Linked DNA regions of Mus musculus: all the other regions are linked to region 2. A link is a contact called in public HiCAR-type and promoter capture Hi-C data. All regions are on one chromosome and are shown on one strand. Each heading gives the region's core, a stretch centred on a gene start, on an enhancer-like site or on the middle of the called end of the contact. The rest is flanking DNA. Distances are from core to core; before and after follow the strand shown. Region 1 holds the start of Atxn7 (ataxin 7). Region 2 holds the start of Fezf2 (Fez family zinc finger 2). Region 3 holds the start of Thoc7 (THO complex 7).

Region 1 (2,766 bases), core at 119-2,618, 1.7 Mb after region 2:
ATAAATTTTAAAAAATATGTAACTGCCCTGCATGGATACAGTATTTATTTATTTTTATTTATTTATTTATTTATTTATTTATTTAATTTTTTGGGTTTTTCGAGACAGGGTTTCTCTGTATAGCCCTGGATGTCCTGGAACTCACTCTGTAGACCAGGCTGGCCTTGAACTCAGAAATCCGCCTGCCTCTGCCTCCCAAGTGCTGGGATTAAAGATGTGTGCCACCATGCCAGGCTCAGTTTTTAAATTAAGGAAAATATATTCCAAACTTCAGTTAGTTGAATCTGTATGTAGGTGTATAGCCTGAGTGTTCAAAAAGCAACTGTCCTTTGATAAACACTCAGCAGATTCCTTTTTGGATTTCTTGGTGTGCAATCCAGTGGGGGGGGGGGACCCTATAGACACATTTCTAAATGTGTCTCACAGAAATTGTGTTTCTGCTTTATTTATTTAAGACAAGCTCTTACTGTGTTTCTCAGTCTCACCTGTATTACGATGCTGCACACTTGCTTCAGCCTCCCAAACACTGGGGACTCTGGGTGCATACCACACCCAGCTCAAGCTTTTAAACTTGCACCTATGTCAAACCCCTTCTCCAAGTCCTGGCTTTAATATATTATGGAAACATTTTCATATGCACTTTTGCGTTCATTTTAACATTTGAAAGGTTTTTTGTACTTCAACAGAGATGTTGGTCACATCTGTCTTACTAAATATTTGCCCCCCCCCCCAAAGCCAACAGATAATAGCAGCAAGTCGAGAAAGCTCACCTCTTCATACAGTCCCAGAAGGCACCTGTAAGCCTGAGGCTCTGAGCAGGCTAAAAAGATGCTGCTTTACTGAAATGAGATAACAGCTTAATAGGAACTAAAGGCACCCTGTGGTGGTCCACTCCTGTGCTTTACTTGTTTGATGGTCGGGGAGGGGGTGACTGTATGTGCTAGTGCTTATTAATTTGTGATCCAAATCTGACGAACGTCTGGTATATTCCTTAAGCCATGGGGGTCTCATCGGATTCTAGGAAAGACAGCCATAAATAGTGAGAGACTAACAACCCAACTTTAAAGTGATACACTGATTTTGTAGCTTCCTTCTTGCTGGAGAAGAAATTCAAGTTCGCAGGACACAGTGTGACCTTCAGTTGTGGGCACTCAAGTGCACGTTCCTGGCTGGCCAAGCAGCAGGGGCTCGATGCGGACGCCTGGGCTAACACCTGGGCGGCATTTTCACACCTGCCACTGGCAGCTTTGGTTTCTGGGCGTCCGCACAGTGGCTGCTTCCCATTCATGCTCCAGCTACTGTGCAGCCTCCCGCGAGCCCAGAGCGAATTGCTGGTGCCCGGGGCTCCGGAGGGAGGGCCTGGGCGACGCTTTCGTTACTGCGCCGGGGCCGACCGGCAGGCTCTTCCATAGGTGGCTGCGTTTCCGACTTCGCCCTGGCTCCACTCCGGGGGCTTGACGTGCAAACTTCGCCGGAGCGAGCAGAGAGGGAGGGACCGGCGAGGGGGAGGAGGCGACAGGAGGCGCCTCCGCTTAAGGGAGCCGGCCGGGCGCCGCCGCTCGGACGGACGCGCGGACGGAAGGAAGGAGCGGGGCTGCCGGCTGGGCCGGGATGCGAGCGCCCGCAGGGTGGGCAGCCGCGGGCCGGGGCGCAGGCAGGCCTGAGGTCGCGGCAGTTCGGCTCCGGGCGCTGGCCTCCCGAGCCGGGCCCGGCAGGGCGGCCAGCGCCGCAGTGGCAGCCGCAGCCGGCGCCCTACGAGGGCCGCGGGAGGCGAAAGCGAAAGCCGGTGGCGCCGCGGACTTTGCGCCCGGGCGGGGAGGCGGGCGGCGGCAGGGGCCGGGGGCTGACAGCACCGCGGGCCTGCGGGCCGCGCACGCCGCCGGAACTCCGCGGAGCCTCCTTAAAAGCGGCCCCCGCGCCACTCTTTTCCCCCTTTTTGTTACATTGTAGGAGCGGAAAGAATGTCGGAGCGGGCCGCGGATGACGTCAGGGGGGAGCCGCGCCGCGCGGCGGGCGGAGCAGCGGCCGCCCGGCAGCAGCAGCAGCAGCCACAGCCTCTGCAGCCCCAGCGGCAGCACCCGCCGCTGCGGCGCCCACGGGCGGAGGACGGCGGCACCGGGGACACCACCACCTCGGCCGCCGCCATGGCGACGGTTGGGGAGCGCAGGCCCTTGCCCAGTCCCGAAGCGATGCTGGGACAGTCGTGGAATCTGTGGGTGGAAGCTTCCAAACTTCCTGGGAAGGATGGTGAGTGTCCACGCCTCCTGGTTCCCCCCGCCCCCCCGCCCCCCTCCTCTGGCCCCGATCCCCTCCCCCGCGCCGTGTCCTGTGGCCGCCCCCACGGGGGTCAGAGATGCTATCTTCTGCTGGGTGCCCACACCTACCCGGAGCGTGCGTGAGCGTGCGTCACACTCCTAGCCACTGACCTGCCTCTCCCCTCCTCCTGTGTGTGTATATCTCCTAGGGACCGAATTGGATGAAAGTTTCAAGGAGTTTGGGAAAAACCGCGAAGTCATGGGGCTCTGCCGGGAAGGTGAGTCCAGCCCCCCTGGTGGAGTTTGTACCCAACCTTGGGGAAGTTTTCTTGTTGCTTCAGCCCACCTTCCCTGCTTGCCACATTGAGGTCTCTGCTGAAGAGGATGGAAGAGGGTGGGTAGAACATTTAGGAAGAAATCTCATTTCTAGGGGCTCTCTGTAATGGGCAGCAACCTGGATCCCTTCTGGAAAGGGCAATTCAAAGTGATGGGCATAGGAAGCAGGCAGGGA
Region 2 (2,796 bases), core at 215-2,714:
CCCGGTAGTTTGCTGTGGCTCTTGACTCCCCCTCGTTCAGCTGTCAAGGCCGAGTTCTCCTTCAGCACCTGCTCCAGTGGCGCATGCAAGCGCTCCTTATGGGGATAGGAAGCTGGGTGGGGGAACTTGTCCGCAGCCAGGCTGGCCAGTTTGGCGTTCTCCAGCAGAAAAAGCTTGGGGTGAGCAGCCAGGGAAGTGGGGGCCTGTGCGTTGAGGAGGCCGGATGGGAAAAGGTGGCCTCCGAGGAGCTCCGAAGGTGGGTAAGCGGTGGAGTCCAGGTAGTTGAAGTAGTAGAGAGAGCCGCTGGCAGGCAGCCCCACAGCCTGGTTGATGACCTGCGGTTTGATGACCCTGCCGGCGGGCAGCGCAGAAGGCGCGAGGCCCAGTTCGGCCTTGCAGCACACGCCACAGTTGGTTTTGCACAAGCCGCTGGCGCCGCACACTGGGGCCCCCCCGCCGCTGCCTCCTCCTCCACCGCCGCCCGCCCGGAGGCTGCTCTTCCAGAACTCCGAGTAACTGAGCAGCGTCTTGGACGGCACCTCGTAGCCTAGAGGCTGGAGAGGGATCATACAGGGCAGCGGCGAGCAGAGGTTGAGCAGTTTCTTGCTCTGGCTGCTGTCTGCCTCTAACGCAGCAGGCCGGGGCTCGAAAGGCGCTCGGGGCTCGGACGTCTTGGCCATGATGCGCTCGATAGAGAAAGCTAGTGTTTTAGAAGTGGCCGGTGACGCTCCAGCGCGCGGGCAGGCCGGGGGCACCATGGTCTCCAGGGAAGCTGAGCTGGCCATGGCGCGCCAAGCTGGGCCAGGCTGGGCCAGGGCACAGCCTCTCTCCTCTAAGTCTGCATTCCGGAAAAGGCAGGGGGGAAACCGCAATTTAATAAGCACCTAGTCGGCCCGGTCACCCATTTGCATTCAAATGAACAGAAGCAGAACAAAGTGCACCCAAGGGTACCAAATTACCGCCCATTAACCCGGCGCGCAAAGGAACCCACCAGCTATTGCCCTGGGACTATGAAAGGGGGAAGAAGGGGGAGGCTGTACAAAGGAAAGGAGAAGGGGTAGAAGAAAGGAGTCTCAAATTAACACTCCCAGCCCTTCCCTGGACCCAGGCCTTCGCCACGCGTGCTGGGAACTGGGCACTGAAAGAGCAAAGTTAAAGAGGGCCGGAAGAACCACCTCGCTTTTACCTCTTTCCCCCACCGCCAAGGAGATGCGTTCCGAGCCATGCAGCGTGTCTCTTCTGTCACATTTTGATGGCAAACATCTTCCCCTCCGCGTGAGATCACTGTCTTTTACATTCAGCTGACATCACATGAAGTCACTTGAAGTGGAATGACATGGGCGGCGGCGCGACTCCCGTTGAGGACCCTGCGTTCCCCCGCGCCTGCCGGCCGCCGCCACCGCCCCTCAAACTTTAAAGGAGGCAACTAGCGCCCGCGCTCCCTTCGGGAAAGTGCGAGCGGTTTGCGAATCGGGAAGGAGGGAAGAGAGGGAGGGGGGAGGGGGAAGAATCGTGATGGTTTTGCCGGTGGAAGGAGGTGGGGGCCGCCCAAACCCAAACCTAGGCAGAGTTCCTTGGGTGATTCACAACTTTGGGGGGCCTACAGTTTTAGGGTACGCGGGGAAGGCGGGGTGTCCCCGACGCGCTACCTCAAAGGGCCCCTGGTGTCCGTCTAATCACCAAAGTATCCCTTAGCCCTGCGCAGCCGAACTGGGCACCGTGCTAATAAACTGCCATTTACCTACGGAGCCAGCGCCAGCCCCGAACACGCGCAAATGATAATTACCTCATTAGGATGTGGCGCATGGACGCGGGCGTCGCGTTTGGAGGGGGGAACTTGTTAATGGGGAAATATTAATTTATGCAAAAGCAACGAGCTCGCCTTGGCTGGCGTCGGAGGTCGAGAGAGAGCTCCCCGCCGCCTAAGGACGACCTCGAAGAGTCCGGGAGGGCAGGCGGCGTGCCGGGGTCCTGGGGACCTGGGGAAGGGTGGGTGCGCCTGCAGCTCTCTGGCCCACTTTTTCAGTAGGGCTGGGGGATTCTTGCCCTGAGAGGCCTAGGGCTCTTTGAGAAGCTAATCGATCCGAATTGCTGATTTGTGATCGGGTTTGAGAGGCAAAGGCAGGCTCTGCGCCTGGTTTAGGGCTGCGTGCGGGGAGGATTCGGAGGGCAGCTCTCCCGCTGTTGGGTACTTACTGTTTGTATAATTGAGAAGGTCCAATCTCCACCTGTTTAAGGAGCAGATTGAAACAGCAGAACCTCCCCTGGATCCTATTAAAACGTTTTTCCTCCTAAGGCCATTCAGTCGAACCAATTTTCCGAAGTGATTCATAGAGCTGAATTCTGCCAAGGCAGCTCTTTCACTTTTAGCCACTAAAGCACCGCGTGGAACCGGGTTTTGTGTTTTTCTAAAATAAAAAGAAGGATTATCAGAGGGGAGAAGGAGGGGGTCTGAAGGGGGGCGGGCAAAGACTTAGTGTGGCCAGAGGTACAAGCAGAGGGAAGAAAAGGCTCTTTTCTAGACAGGCCCCAAGTAAGTTCGGAGGAATTCAGCGTTTTTGTGCCGGGCGCACAAAAGCAGAGCGCTCGGCGCTGGGTTTGGAGGGGCTGAATTCATGTTTGCAGACCATTCCACCTGCGTATCACAACAAACTGCTCAAAGAAGCTCCAGCACTTTCAACAGGCCGGGTGCTCTTGGTGACAACAAAAGTGGTCGAGGCTGAGGGTTCTTATGGGGGGGGGGGGGCTAGCTAGAGAAGGAGAGAATTAGGTTTAGGGAAAAGAGGGGCTGTGCAT
Region 3 (2,799 bases), core at 64-2,563, 1.6 Mb after region 2:
AATTTCTTTCATCATTTTGGCAAGTGGTTGGTCACTTGTAATTCCAGTTTTAAAACACCTATTTACCCTTCAAAGGAAGGGGGAAAGCAAATTTGTCAAGTTTTCTAATCACCAGTAGAAAGACCACCTCAGTTCAATTCCCAGGACCCATCTGGTGGAAGTGAAGAAGTGACTTCAGCAAGTGTCCTCTGACTGCCACTCTAGTAGGGTGGCCTGCCTGGGGGAGGGAGGGAGGCAGAGACAGCTCAAAGAGAGGCAGGCAGGCGCGCGCGCGCGCACACACACACACACACACACACACACAGCCACCCTACCAATTTTTAATGTTTACAGCCACTGCAGACGTATAAGAGGAAACACCTTTACCTGCTGCTTCTGGGTATCAAACGTGTTCAGTAAAGTATTGCCTAGAAGTAAGCTAAGTACTTCCTGAATAAATTAAACTCGAATTAAAAAAAAACAAAACCAAGGTTAAAATCCCCCCTACCAAGTTCCGAGGCCTTTATTTATACCCACATCGGTATTTCCTCGGCCCGTCCTCAAATTTGGGCCGATCGTTGTTCATTTCTGGAAGTCCCCTGTTTCTCCACTGGGATCCATAGCTATTGATCAGCCCATCAAACAACATCAAGCCACCGGAACCTTTCTACCAAAGCGGGTACCTTCTCAGTTCCTGCTCCAGTTGCCTATCGTGTCAGTCCATCCTTCTCCCAAACGCGCTCTTATTTCTGCTCTCAGCCCACAGACATCTACTGTCCACCATCCATCACTCCTAATCCACTCAGGCCAACAACTCACCCGCTCCAACATGCCTTCCTTTTGTTGCCGCGGTCCAAGCCGCCGGCCTCTTCCCATGCTGGCGCCTTACCTTGTAAGTCGCCCAGATACACTTCCCGACCGGCCCTCCAGACACCCCTGTTCCTCTTAGCCGCCGTCCCCAGCTCGGGGTCCTCACTCCACCGCCCTCCGAGCTCCTGCGCTCCCTGGGGCCCGCCGCGCTGCCCGTGGGCCCGACCCAGCCCGGCCCGGGAAGCCCCCCAGGCGGCCCCCTCGGGGCACTGCATCGCCCGGGCCGAGCGAGCCGCCCTGCGCCTCTCCCCGCCGCGCACCGCCCCGGGAGCCCCCCACCCCAGACGGCCCGGATCCCGGCGCTGCCCCGCGTCCCCGCACCCGCCGAGGCCTCACCGTCAGTCACGGCTCCCATGGCGTGCGCGGCGGCGGCGGCGGCCGAGCTGAGGCGGCGGTTGGCGGCGAAGGTCAAACTCCCACAATGCAGCCGGGTAAACAGTCATGGAGGAGGAGGCGGCGGCGCCCGCCGCCCTCTCCGACTTTTGAGTCGCGCCGGCGCGCGCGCCGCGCCGCCGCGGACCCGCGCTCGCCGCTCTCCTGGGGCGCGGAGCGGCCGGCGGGTGAAGGGCGAGACGGGCGGCGGGAGGGCGGGCGGCGGCGGCTGGGCCCGGGGACACCGCCGTCCCGCCCTGCCCGCGCCCACAGGCCGCCCTGGAGGCCGCGGCCAGCCGCCAGGTGAGCTTCGGGCTGCGCGCGCTCGCGGGGCTCCGCGCCTGACGCTCCAGGTGACCTCTGTCCCGGGCTGCCCCGACCGTGCGCTCCGGTGGGACGGGGGCGCGGCCACTGCCGCCGTGGGTCTCGAACCCGTATTCTTGAGGCGGGCGCGGCAAGCCATCCTCCCTTCCTGAGCTCTGGCGGGTGCTGGCGAAGCGGGGGAAAGAAACTTGGTCACCTGTCTGGGGAGCGTCACTCAGGACCCAGGGCTCAGGTCCCTCCGGTTCTCACCTCTCATCCAGTTCTCCCTCGCTGCTGGAATCCAGATGGGGTGCCTTCATTTTCATACTAACTTTGCTTTTCAAAAACTGCTTCTTAAAGGGAAGTTGAAAGTAGGTGTTGGGGGTGGGGGTGCTGCTCATTGCAAACACATTACTTGGGGGTGCGGAGTACACATTTCTAGAACACACTGCAGGTTATAGTGTCATCTCTTCTGAAAAATGAAATAAACCACCCCCCTCCCGGGGGGGGGGGGGGAGTCGGGCAGTGAATGCGCTCGCCTTTAGTCCCAGCACTTGGAAGGCAGAGGCAGGCAGTCGAGGCCAGTCTGGTCTACAAAGTGAGTTCCAGGACAGCCAGGGCTACACAGAGAAACCCTGTCTCGAAAAACAAAAAACAAAACAAAACAAAACAAAAAAACAAAACAAAACAAAACAAAACAAAAAATCATTTTGATTCAACATTGAGGAATGTTCTCCTAGTGGAACCATGTTCCTGTTGAGAGTTGATTTGACCTCCAACAGGGTAGAGTTTGACTTTATAACCCAGGTTTTTGTTTATCAGTTTTCATGATCCCAATCCCTTGAACCTTCAGATCCTGCATAAGGCAATGGTGTGGGGTCATTTTTTGGTTGTTGAGATTTCTTAAGTGGGATCCATGCATCGGCCCTGTGTTCCCTCAGTTCTTTCTAGCGGAAGACTTGGGATCATTCAAGGGAGGTGGTTTTTAACCTCTAGGCAGAACTATGTATGGGTCAAATACAGTATCTACTTTTGTCACAAAGGCAGAAATTACCCTGAATGAAGATTTTGAAGCATAAATGACCTCTTCCAAATGTGGAACTGCTCGCTGACTTTTTGAAAGAGTACTGGTCTAAAGGCTCCTCCTAACTTGGACTTTGGACCATGTTCATTTCCTTGGCGTAGGAAGGAGGGTAATATTAATCTTAAATTCAGCGGGGTGGTGTGTGGTAGCCTATCTGGGCTGGCAGGTTTGTGAATTGAAGCTAATCTGGG

The links. Promoter capture Hi-C pulls out the DNA fragments that hold promoters and counts their contacts. HiCAR-type assays count read pairs that join an accessible place to other places.
Region 1: a HiCAR-type map of astrocytes shows a contact between it and region 2, with 5 times the contacts expected there. The contact joins the promoter of Atxn7 here to the promoter of Fezf2 in region 2. A contact is called at or near these places in 3 of 39 promoter capture datasets (cranial neural crest, embryonic stem cells and frontonasal cranial neural crest), 1 of 484 Hi-C or Micro-C datasets (embryonic stem cells), 3 of 115 datasets of contacts at active chromatin or transcription factors (astrocytes and embryonic stem cells) and 1 of 9 other capture datasets (embryonic stem cells).
Region 3: a contact with region 2 is called in a promoter capture Hi-C map of embryonic stem cells, with 7 times the contacts expected there. The contact joins the promoter of Thoc7 here to the promoter of Fezf2 in region 2. A contact is called at or near these places in 2 of 39 promoter capture datasets (cranial neural crest and embryonic stem cells) and 1 of 115 datasets of contacts at active chromatin or transcription factors (embryonic stem cells).

Annotation. Positions count from the first base shown.
Region 1 is chr14:14,011,123-14,013,888 of GRCm38.p6, forward strand. Atxn7 (ataxin 7) reads left to right here and starts at 1,369. Exons shown (of 12, transcript NM_139227.4): 1 at 1,369-1,628; 2 at 1,951-2,247; 3 at 2,465-2,533. The coding sequence starts at 1,962.
Region 2 is chr14:12,344,401-12,347,196 of GRCm38.p6, forward strand. Fezf2 (Fez family zinc finger 2) reads right to left here and starts at 1,465. Exons shown (of 5, transcript NM_080433.3): 1 at 1,187-1,465; 2 at 1-838. The coding sequence starts at 785.
Region 3 is chr14:13,960,000-13,962,798 of GRCm38.p6, forward strand. Thoc7 (THO complex 7) reads right to left here and starts at 1,314. Exons shown (of 8, transcript NM_025435.3): 1 at 1,186-1,314. The coding sequence starts at 1,204. It also overlaps a transcript of Atxn7 not described here.